2 separate regions of the Ovis aries genome follow, and region 1 is linked to region 2. The links are chromatin contacts, called in public Hi-C maps. All regions are on one chromosome and are shown on one strand. The core of a region is the stretch at or near the end of the contact, and the rest is flanking DNA. Distances in the headings are between cores, read along the strand shown.

What was found. Hi-C and Micro-C count contacts between places; a contact is called where the count stands out from the background.
Region 1: a Hi-C map of tail adipose tissue shows a contact between it and region 2, with 2.4 times the contacts expected there. The contact joins the promoter of NUP54 here to the promoter of SDAD1 in region 2. A contact is called at or near these places in 2 of 16 Hi-C or Micro-C datasets (blood and tail adipose tissue).

The regions. Positions count from the first base shown.
Region 1 is chr6:91,782,799-91,788,762 of ARS-UI_Ramb_v3.0, forward strand. NUP54 (nucleoporin 54) reads right to left here and starts at 2,627. Exons shown (of 12, transcript XM_004009926.6): 1 at 2,531-2,627. The coding sequence starts at 2,597.
Region 2 is chr6:91,593,877-91,600,028 of ARS-UI_Ramb_v3.0, forward strand. SDAD1 (SDA1 domain containing 1) reads right to left here and starts at 2,403. Exons shown (of 22, transcript XM_004009922.6): 1 at 2,219-2,403. The coding sequence starts at 2,308. ART3 (ADP-ribosyltransferase 3 (inactive)) reads left to right here and starts at 5,475. Exons shown (of 10, transcript XM_060417257.1): 1 at 5,475-5,674.

The sequences.
Region 1 (5,964 bases), core at 1,377-3,876, 190 kb after region 2:
AAAAAGGAAAAAACCCACAGCTCATTGATAGTCATCATATGATTCTGACTGGGAAAATTATTCAAGAGTAGACTACATGTTGCATCCAGGCACAACCAAATACTCTATTTACTTGTAGATTCTACTGTGGTACTGCAAACTGCAAACATTTTGATAAAAATCACCTAAAATACTAAATATTGTTCCTAATCTTTTTCATTACTTCTAAGTGTCACAGAAAAACTAAGATATAGTCTGAATTGGCTATACGATAAAAGCACTGGTATCTTAACATGCTCCATAATATGAAAAATATTTATTAATAATAATGGATCTGCCAGGACATAAAATTTAAAAAGTAAACAAGAATTTCAATCAATCCTTTGCTGAAGACTAAGTTAATGAACGTATGTAAAAGTAGTTAAAACAGTTATCACAACTCAAAATTTAACAGTGACAACTCCAAATGAACATGAAATCAAGCAAATACCAACTGGTTTATTCATTGCTGTTGAGTTACGAGCTGGGTGGATTTGTTCGGAAACACAAATTTCAGAATAATGTTTCTGTTTTACCCAGTGCCAATTTTAAGCAAAGAAGGAAAAGTAAACATACCAAACAACAGTGATATGTGATCACTTTAAATACACCTTAATGATAACGGATTGTTTAATCTTTGGAATACTCAAGTATTCTTCAAAATGTTTTCAAATCAAATGCCAAGGTCATATTCACATTGCAGTAACAAGTGACTGCACAAAATGCCAGACTCCAAATAGGTCTTAGGGAATAAATCATGATTACCAAATGCATATAATTGGCATGGGCATAAGTGGCATATGTTAGAGAATATGAAGAATAAATTCATATACGAGCAGCTGAAGAATAAGACTTTTCTATAGAGTCATTGTATGCAAGGTACAGAGACCCACTTAAAATTTTTTCATATATATAGACACACATAGTTTGTGTTTTGCAGAAGTTTCAATGAGCTTCAAATGATCCATATAGATACAAAATCTTCAAAATTATCTTTCTTAGTGCAAAGATGTCTAGCCTACATTTTAGAAGTCAGCGCTATCTGAAAATAAACTGCTGTGGTCATTTCTCAAAAAATCCAGTAAAGAACTGGGGATTGTTACTATAACTACATTACCTTACAGAAATGTATCCTAATCTGCTTAGTTTATTAAAGAAAGACATTATTATTATTATTATTATACAGATTAAAAAACAAGACAGGTTGCTGCTGTTCGTATAAGATTTGTTTCTCTCAGGAAACACAAAGACAAATGAAATTCCAATGAAAGATGCAGGAAAAATGGGAAAAAAATGACTGCAGGAGTCCAAGAATTCCAGGAAAACGGGCCTGACTGTTGAACTTATATTTTGAAAAGAGAGATTTAATAATTTGGAAGACGTATCCCACTCAAAATAAAAATCCACTCCAATTTCATATCACTCGGAAGGTACATTCTACTCAATTAAATGCAAATTTAACAAAGGAATATTATATAATAACTTGCAAGACTTCCCCAAACCAAATCTTTCACGAGTCAAAACTTAATACAAATGTTTTTTATTCGACGTTAGGAAATGATTTTCCTTTCCTTATTAGACAAGTCGCTGTTCTTTCTCAAACTCTGGAACCATAAAATATTCTTGGACTCCAGCTCCCAACATTCGTTACACAGACGACCCGCATATCTACCTGCACTTGCCAGACTGTTACCAAAATTGAACGGAGTCGCCGAGGTGGTAGAAACACCGAAATTCCCAATATTAAAGTTCACTGCAGGATTAGCAGTTAATCCGAAACCCCCAAAATTAAACCCACTGGCGGTGGAGTTGGCAGTCTCAAGCCCACCAAATCCTGATAGGCGTGCAGGCAAAGAAACAAACAATTTTAAAGGGAGAGAGAGGGAAGAAAAAAGAAGAAAAAGAAAGCAAGATAAGGATTAGAAGAGTCTGCAGGAGGTTTCACAGAAGTGAACAAAGACAAACCCTGACTTTGCTCCAACCTGAGTTAAGAGAGCCGAGGAGGCGGGGATAGGAGGAAGGGGCAGGAGCCTGCAGTCCCGCAGCGAGGAGCTAAAGGGCCAGGGCCGAGGGAGCCGCAGGGCAGCGCTTCACGCTCCCCAGCCGGATCCTCGCCGAACCCAGCAGCGGGAAACCCGCGACGAGTTCGCGCAAGTCCCGGAGGCTGCGGCGGGGAGGGGAGGGAGGACGGGTCTCTGGCAAAGAGTGAGAGAAGCCGCCTCGGGTCTCTCTGAGCCCGACTACCGGATGGCGGGAAACGAACCCTAGGAGGAGAGGGGCCTGCGGGGCCCCACCCGCGCGCGCGAGCACGGGGTTGGGCCCCCATTCCTCCCGCGGCCTCCTCAGGAGCCGCCGTCGCCCGCTCGGCTGCCGCCCGCCCTTTTCCGAAGCCCCCAAAGTCTCCGCGCGGGCAAGAGACCCCAGGATTCCCAAACCGAAGAGTCTCTCGGACGGAAGGGCCGGACCGAAGACCTCCCCTCCTCGCCGGGAGAAGTCCGGGGCAGTCACTCACCCGCGGGAGCCGCGGTGGCTGCAGCGGTACCTGAAGTGCCAGACGGAGTACCAAAGTTGAAGGCCATGTCGCGGGAGCAGGGGACCAAGGTGCTGCTCCCGCGACACTTGGTGCACTCCGCTTTTCAATCCGGCGAGGAAACCGCCTCCAGATCAGGGAGTTCCGCCTCTTTTCTGGCCTAGCCGTAGAGGCCGGAACGCTGGAAAGGCGTAGTGGGTGGAGGATGGAGAGGGAACGCCCCCGGCCCGGCTAGCTTCCGGGGGCCTTGTGGCTTCACCCTGCGTGGAGCTTCACAGCCTAGGTGAGATGCCGGGAAGCTTGCTGTGACCTGCCGCCCGAGAGCCTTTTAAAACGGCTTTAGGGAGGCCCCCTGGGGAAAGATGTGCAAGCAGGCTGAATGCCAGTGTCTAATGAAGACAGGGTAGGGAAGAAAGCTAAATCCTCCTTCTCCTTAGTGGAAAGTCAATGTGAAAGTCGCATCCGACTCTGCGACCCCATGGACTGTAGCCCGCTAGGCTCAGCCCGTGGAATTCTCCAGGCAAGAATACTGGAGTGGGTTGCCATACCCTTCTCCAGGGGATTCCCGACCCAGGGATCGGGCCCACGTCTTCGGCATTGCAGGCAGATTCTTTACCATTTGAGCTACCCAGGACGCCCTTGGAGAGTCAGTGGAACATTCACCAAGAACCAAATCACTTAAAGTTATGGGGTAATGGGGGAGGGGAGTGATGGAGCGCGGGGAGAAAAAGAGAGAAGTGCCTCTGAGAATTTAGGTTTGGGGTTGTTTTTTTTTTTTTTTTTTTGTAGAATTCTTGGTAGGTAGGGTGGGAGGAAAGTTCAAGAGGGAGGGAACATAGCGGTACTTATGATTGATTCATGTTGATCTATGGCAGAAACCACAACATTGTAAAGCAGTTATCCTCCAATTAAAAATAAATTTAAATTAGAAAAAGACAGTAGAGGGAGAAAAGAATTCTTGGTGGAGACTTTGTAGAATTATGTGATTCTTAAATCTATGTGCTTTTGTAACTTTAATACAAATAAAACCAACAAAAAAGCCATATGTCTATTAAAATTGTCTTTGGACCTAGCAATGCTACTTCCAGGAATTTATCTTGTAAATTATTTGGCAAAATTAATGGAATACAAGGTTATCTGTTACAACACTGTTTATAATAACAAATTATTGGAAACAGTGTTTTGCCCAAATAGTTGCATTCATACAAAGGAATACTATTCAGTGATGCAATAGAAACAGTAAAGCTCTGTGTACTGAAAAGAAAGATCTCAGAGATTGAATTACATAAACACAAGACCTTGAATATGGTATGCTACAATTTCAGTGGGGAAAAAAGAGAGCTAGACTATGTAATTACACATATTTGTATAAAATATACCTGGAAAGATACATTTTTAAAAATGAATAACTTTTCTGAGAAGATGAACTGGGTGGCAAGGAGATGGGGTGGAGGAAAACTTTGCAGTGATGAGATGGATGAAACTGGAGCCGATTATACAGAGTGAAGTAAGCCAGAAAGAAAAACACCAATACAGTATACTAACACATATATATGGAATTTAGGAAGATGGCAATGACGACCCTGTATGCAAGACAGGGAAAGAGACACAGATGTGTATAACGGACCTTTGGACTCAGAGGGAGAGGGAGAGGGTGGGATGATTTGGGAGAATGACATTCTAACATGTATACTATCATGTAAGAATTGAATCGCCAGTCTATGTCTGACGCAGGATGCAGCATGCTTGGGGCTGGTGCATGGGGATGACCCAGGGCAGGGTTCATGTTTGGGAACGCATGTAAGAATTAAAGATATTAAAATTTAAAAAATAAAAAACTAAAAAAAATAAAACCTATTACGTGTTTCGAAAATGTAAGCGAGTAATTAAGTAATTCTAAAAGTGGTCATTCCAAGAGTCTCAGTGAGAACACTGGTATATGGATGAAGACAACAGGAATGGAGACTGATGAGCAGGTGGGCTTAATGACTGGTGGGTGTGGAGAGGCAGGCAAGCAGGAGTCTAGCAGGAGTCCCTGGTTCCTGGCTTGTACAGCCAGCTACACTGTGATGACATTGGAACTTGGGAGGAAGATAAGGAAAAAAAAAAAAAATGAGCTCCTTGCTTTACTTACTGGATGTGAGCACAAGCTGGATACAGGGACTCCGTGCAACCCCATGGACTGTAGCACGCCAGGCTCCTCTGTCTATGGGATTCTCCAAGCAAGAATACTGGAGTGGGTTGCCAGGCTCTCCTCTAGGGCATCTTCCCGAGCCAGGGATGGAACCTGTATCTCTTGTCTCCTTTTTCTATAATTTTTTTTTCCATATTAAACCCATTACTTAACCCATGCTCTGCAGCTTTGTGGAATTCACCTGCCAGCTGGTTCATGATGCCTCGACAAAACCCATCTTAAACGTCAGTGGGGACCCCAAAGAAACCACCTAACACAACAGCCTCGTAACTGACCTCCCTGTATCCAGGTTGGCTCTTCCAGTTTATTCACCCTGCAGCTAGAGTGAGTTTTTCCTAAACAAACCTGTCACATATCCCATTCTTCTCCCTGTCCTGCACTGGCCAACAGCCCAGTTCACAACCCTTTAATGAGTTCCTCCTGTTGGCCTTAGAAATAGTGGTGCTAGTGGTAAAGAATCCGCCTGCCAACGCAAGTTGTGAGTGTGAGCCCTGAGTTGGAAAGATCCCTTGGAGGAGAAAACGGCAATCCACTCCAGTTTTCTTGCCTGAACAATCTCAAGGACAGAGCAGCCTGCTGGACTACAGTCAGTGGGGTCACAAAGAGTTGGACACCAACTGGGGCACACAATAATCCCACTCTCTCAGCCCCCAGTAACCACTCTTTCTACTCTGTCTCTATGAATCTATTTTAAGTACCTCTTGCAAGTAGAATCATACAATATGTAAGGAAATCTTAAACAGGGCACAATAAGGCTGCCTTTCTTTCCAGCCTAATCTCCCACTATTCTTCCGCTGAATTCTAGACAAATATTATCTCAGTCACATGTAACATGTTCCTTCTTGCTCCTGCACGTCCAGTTACCTTTGTCTGCAATGCTTCGCTTTGCCTGTTCTTCAGTCTCAGTCAAATGTTGCTTCCTTCCTTAGTCAAGCCTTCCCTCAGCTTCAAGTCAGGTTCCCAGAACATCTTGAAACTTCATTGAAAGTTTACATTTATGATCCCACAACTTCTCCTATGACTTAAGCCAGTTGAAATCAGCTTTGGGGGTCCCTAGGAAGCACATACACTGAGGTTTTCAAGTACCCTTAATAATATAAGGATGTTTGTAACACTGAGCTAAATATGATTGATCTGGATTGGCTCTGACTTCAGAAGTAAGTTGCACTATTATTGGCGTGGTAAAGGTTTTAAAGAGAATCTAAACTTTGGGCCTAATAAC
Region 2 (6,152 bases), core at 1,153-3,652:
GGGTGGATTCTTTACCACTGAGCCACCTGGGAAGCCCAGTACCCTGAGTGTTTAGAATTATAAATACTAGCACACAGGAGATACAATATGTGTGAATTTGTATAAGAATTTCTTAAGGGAACAGATGAGTAATCCTCTGAGGTAGGTATTACCTCTTTGCACATTAAAATACACATAGGCTCAGGTGGTTAAATCTCTGGTTATACAACTGGTCAATAGTAGGCCCAGAGTCAGAGAAGGCAATGGCAACCCACTGCAGTACTCTTGCCTGGAAAATCCCATGGATGGAGGAGCCTGGTAGGCTGCAATCCATGGGGTCACTAAGAGTCGGACACAAGTGAGCAACTTCACTTTTACTTTTCACTTTCATGCATTGGAGAAGGAAATGGCAACCCACTCCAGTGTTCTTGCCTGGAGAATCCCAGGGACGGGGGAGCCTGGTGGGCTGCCGTTTATGGGGTCGCACAGAGTCGGACACGACTGAAGCGACTTAGCAGCAGCAGGCCCAGAGTACGGAGTTAGTGCTGAAACCAGTGCTTTTAAATACAGCATTGTATAGACTCTCAACTGTGCTTTGTCTAATGGTTTATTCTGGGCTGTGCTTAGTCGCTCAGTCACGTCTGATTCTTTGCAACCCCGTGTACTGTAACCCACCAGGCTCCTCTGTATATGGGGATTCTCCAGGTAAGAATACTGGCGTGGGTTGCCATGCCCTCCTCCAGGGGATCTTCCCAACATAGGGAAGATCAAACCCAGGTCTCCCACATTACAGGTGGATTCTTTACAGTTCGAACCACCAGGGAAGCCCAAGAATACTGGAGTGGGTAGCCTATCCCTTCTCCAGGGAAACTTCTCCACCCAGAAATCAAACCAGGGTCTCTTGCACTGCAGGCGGATTCTTTACCAGCTGAGCTACTGTGGAAGCCTCTAAAGTTTACGCTGCTTTACACATCTCAAATCCTCACCTACATTACTTAACTTCTTGTATTTGTTCCTAACTCTTTATTTCCACTTCCTTGAATCTTTCAAAAGGCTCTCTCTGCCGGTGATCTAAACCACTGAGACTGCTATATGTGCTGCAGTCCATGGCATCACAAAGTTGGATTCCACTTAACCACTGAACAACAACAACAACAGTTCACAAATACTTCCATGTGAAAATCCAGAGGAGGAGGGGAAATGAGAAGGGCAATCAAAAGATGAATAATTATGTTAGCCATTTGCACAAATAATTGCAGCAGATACCTGTTTAATGTCTGTCAGATAAATGGGTGTTTGAAGAAAGCACTTGCCAAATTAATATCAAAATCATCACTTTCATTTTGTCACTCCTCAGCTCAAAACACGCGTAATGTTCACAGTTTGTATGAGGTCAGTATACAAAGCCCCTCAGTCTGGATCTAATCTCTAATTTTCAACCTTGTCTTTTCCCCACTTAAATTCTGACATCCAGGTATTGCCAGTTTCTGATGAGGTTGAATCTGGTTTTAAATATATATACCAAGCTAGAAAAGACCCTGATGCTGGGAAAGATTGAAAGCAGGAGAAGGGAACAACAGGATGAGATGGTTGGATGGCATCACCGACTCAATGGACATGAGTTTGAGCAAGCTCCGGGAGATGATGGACAGGGAAGCCTGGCATGGTGGAATACATGGGTTAGCAAAGCGTGGACACGGCTGAACGACTAACACCACCACACCAAGCAAGCTCCTGTGTCTCTCCCGTAGAATTGAGAATCCGCCCCCTTCCCAACAGAGTCCCTGGCACAGAACGCCGGCTCCCGTAAACAGACTTAGAGCGAAAGTATTCTAACAAAACTTTCATCAAGTGTTAACGACTAATTCAATTTAGGGGTTTCAGAAAACAAAAGGCTTGAGAAAGTTGTCTAGCAGTCGGAGGTTAGGGGGCGAACCATTTGTCTCTCCACCTCAATAAGGTCCGGAGATAAGGTAAAATGAGAAATGAGGTTTTAAAAAAGGTGTTTCCGTGGCAGCGGGGTCTACCGAGCAAGCAGAAAATCCCAACAGGCAGCAGATTTCAAGAGGTGGGAAAAGAACCCTGAGCCATGTCTCTCCCTTAACCTCTTTTCTCCTCGCGGGGAACCCCTAACTTAAGAGACGAACACGCGGCGAGCCAGAATCCCAGCTACATCCTACGCCTCGTTATAGCCAGCGTCTCAACCCAGGTTTCCAGCGTCACCGCGCCGCGTTCCTACCTCCTCCACGTAGGCCGGCGGGTCCCGCTTGATCAGATTCTGTAACTGCGGAAGGTTGCTGGGCAGCTTGTTATTGTTTCTGCTAGACATGTTGGCTGCTGACTGGCTCCGCGACGAGCAGTTTCAAGAAAACCCAGAACGCCGGCAACTTCCAACCGTCTCAAGCGGCGGTTCGGAGTCGTGCTTCCGTGTATGACCGGAAACAGCACATGGGTAGCTCGGCGGGCGGCGCCATCTTGGTTCTTAAAGCGAGCTTAACTACGGGAACCTCAAAGTGTCAAACTTACTCTCGCGGTTTACTGATCCCCGCCCCCCCACCCCGCCCCCGCTCCCTCGGCCAACTGCTGCTACCTAGCGTTGTTGAAATAATCTGAAATGCGAAGACTCCCCCCACCACACACACAATAGTCTATTTCACTATCCCGACATTATCTCATGAAACAGACAAATGAAAATTAAGTTGCCAAAACAAACCTTCACAGCCTAAAGTTTTAAAGAAAGCTGAGAGCCGAAAAATTGATGCTTTTCAACAAAGCTGTTGGAGAAGACTCTTGAGAGTCCCTTGGACTGAAAGGAGATCAAACCAGTCCATCCTAAAGGAAATCAGCCCTGAATATTCATTGGAAGGACTGATGCTGAAGCTGAAACTCCAATACTTTGGCCACCTGGTGCGAAGGGACTCATTGGAAAAGATCCTGATGCTGGGAAAGACTGAAAGCGGGAGAAGGGGACGACAGAGGATGAGATGGTTGGATGGCTTTACCCACTCGATGGACATGAGTTTGAGTAAACTCTGGGAATTGGTGATGGATAGGGAAGCCTGGCGTGCTGCAGTCCATGGGGTCGCAAAGAGTCGGACAAGACTGAGCTACTGAACTGAACTGAACTGAAAGTTAGAAGCGAAGTGTCGATGGGGCGTAGATGGGTGAATGCGAGCTAAGTCGCTTCAGTCGTGTCCGACTCTGCGACCCTATGAACCGTAGCCCGTCAGGCTCCTCTGTCCATGGGATTTTCCAGGCAAGAATACTGGAATGGGTTGCCATTTCCTTCTCCAGGGCTCTTTTCCACCCAGGGCTTTTCTCTACCCTGGGATCTAACCCGCATTACCTGCATCTCGTGTATTGGCAGGCAGATTCTTTACCACTGGAGCCCCCTGGGAAGCCCCTGGGGAGTAGCTGCTGCTGCTAAGTCGCTTCAGTCGTGTCCGACTCTGTGCGACCCCATGGACGGCAGCCCACCAGGCTCCTCTGTTCCTGGGATCCTCCAGGCAAGAACACTGGAGTGGGTTGCCATTTCCTTCTCCAATGCATGAAAGTGAAAAGTGAAAGTGAAGTCGCTCAGTCGTGTCCGACTTAGCGACCCCATGGCCTGCAGCCTACCAGGCTCCTCCGTCCATGGGATTTTCCAGGCAAGAGTACTGGAGTGGGGTGCCATTGCCTTCTCCTAGCAGTATCCTATTTTACAGAGGGTGAAAAAGATCAATGAGGAGCATAAATTAGTTTTCCTGTATAATTTAAAATACCTGTTCTTGTGTTGTTTCTGTTTCAACCCAGGTGGCACAGTGGTAAATAATTTGCCTGCCAATGCAGGAGACACAGGAGATTCAGGTTGGATCCCTGGGTCAAGAAGATCCCCTGGAGAAGAAAATGGCAACCCTCCAGTATTCTTGCCTGGAGAATCTCATGGACAGAGGAGCCTAGAAGGCTACAGTCCACAAGGTTGCAGAGTCTGACACGGCTGAAGCAAGCACTCAACATGACTCAGGAAAACAGTAGATAAAATATAGTCATGTTGACTGGTTTAAAATGAATTTGTATTTAAAACACCACTCTTGTTATAACCTTTGTAAGTACTGTTCTCCAAGAGTTTTAAATTCAGATTCTGTTCATTCAAAGAAAGTACATTTCCACAATTTCAAAGTGTACAAAAATAAATATGTGGAGAATGAATTAATCCCTCACCCTGTTCCAAGCACTTTACTTGTATTGAATCCTGAGAAGAGCCCTCTAAAATAGGCGCTAAAATTACCCGTACTTTGCAGATGAGGAAACAGGCCTGGACAAGTTGACTGCCTAAGTTCATATCAGGTGAGGAAGCTGGGATCTCAGTCCAGGCTGTCGTGATCATAACTAGATGAGAAAGAAAAATGTAGCCTGATAGTTGTCAGCTGGTTAGCTGGTCTGGCATCAGAAGATGGACAGTGGTATTCCCCTGCTTAATATAAGCAGTTTCACAGAACACCAGCTTCAGTCCAGGTCATCTGTGGCCGTGTCTGAATGAGCAAAAAAACAAGACAACTCTGTAATCACATCTAAGCACAAGCAAGTTCAAGAACTCTGTGCAAACCACTTGCAGTTTTTCAGCTACACTTGGAAAAAGACTATCCTACCTATCATAGAAGCAGGTACTTGTGAAATTATTAAGAAGTAAATGTAAACAATTTTTTTAAAGCCCTTTCACAGATTTAAATTAAAAACATTATTTTTGGTTGGTTGAATTAGTGAGGGAAAAAAGCATTCTCAAAACAAAATATATTGAAATAATTTAATTCCTATCAAAATTAAAAGCTTATGTACTATGCATATTTAAGTCATTAAAATGTGACTTACGAGTTAAACATTCAGGCCATGTCACCAGCTTTTATTCATAGTCTGTACATCAGGCACTAGGGTAAGCGTTTGTCTGTTTTTGTTTTGTTTTTGGACATGCCTCTTGGCTTTCAGAATTTTAGTTTCCCAAACAGGGATCAAACCCAGGCCAGCGGTGAAAGAGTCCTAACCACTGGGCAACAGGGAATTCCCTAGGGTAAGTATTTTGAATACAAAAATAAATAAATTTCACCCTCAGGATATTCAGAGACTAATGAGAGAAAAATGGAAAACACATTCTTACGATGAATAACAGAGCAATGGAAGCAATAGAGAAGACAATCTAGCCCAGAAGAATTAGCGTGTTTCACAGCTGTGAAATTAGTTTCACACTATTTGATTGAAATTTTTGATGAGGAGGATTTTTTTTTTTTTTTGAGAAGAGAGAAAGATTTTCTACATAAAGAAAATAGCCAGTATAAAGGTGTGACGGCTTGGAAATCACTGGTGGAATTAAAGGATGACCAGAACTTTGGATGTGACTCATGGTTGGGAGGAGGCGTGCAGCAGGGAAGGAGCTGAGGAAAATGAGTCAGGTGAGATTACGCAGTCCTGATGATGAAAGGCTTTACATGCCCATTAGGAGGGCACACGAGTCTGCTCATTTTACCCCTAAACACCCTGAAGCTGGAATATTGTTGTTGTTGCTGTTGTTAGATGAGAAGACTAAGACTAAGACTAAGAAAATATGTATTTTCTTTTTCTTTTTTGTCCACACCTTGAGATATGTGGAATCTGTTACCCAGCCAGGGATCTGAACCCACATCCTTTGCCTTGTAAATTGGATTGTTAACCACTGGACCACCAGGTAAGTCTGAACATGTATTTTGAATGGCTAACTAAATATGTAGTTTTTAAATATTAAATAATGGCTGCTTGCAAAATTGCTTCAGTTGTATCTGACTCTTTTCGACCCTATGGACTGTAGCCTGCCAGACTCCTCTGTCCATGGGATTCTCTAGGCAAGAATCCTGAAGTGGGCTGCTATGCCCTTCTCCAGGGGATCTTCCAGGTCCAGGGATCGAACCCAGGTCTCCTGTGGCTCCTGCATTGCAGGCGGATTCTTTACTGCTGAGCCACCAGGAACGCCCTAGATAATAGCTTAAACACAAATAATTTAAGTGTAATACAGTGTATGTATGTTTGGTATATATTAGCCAGATCAACACTGAAAAAACTCCATATTCACTTCTGAACTTAATCTTGAATTGGCAAAGGAACGTTCCATCTTCTTGTGATCCCCAAATGATTTTTAACTTGAAGTGAATTATGCTAGAAGAGAAAAT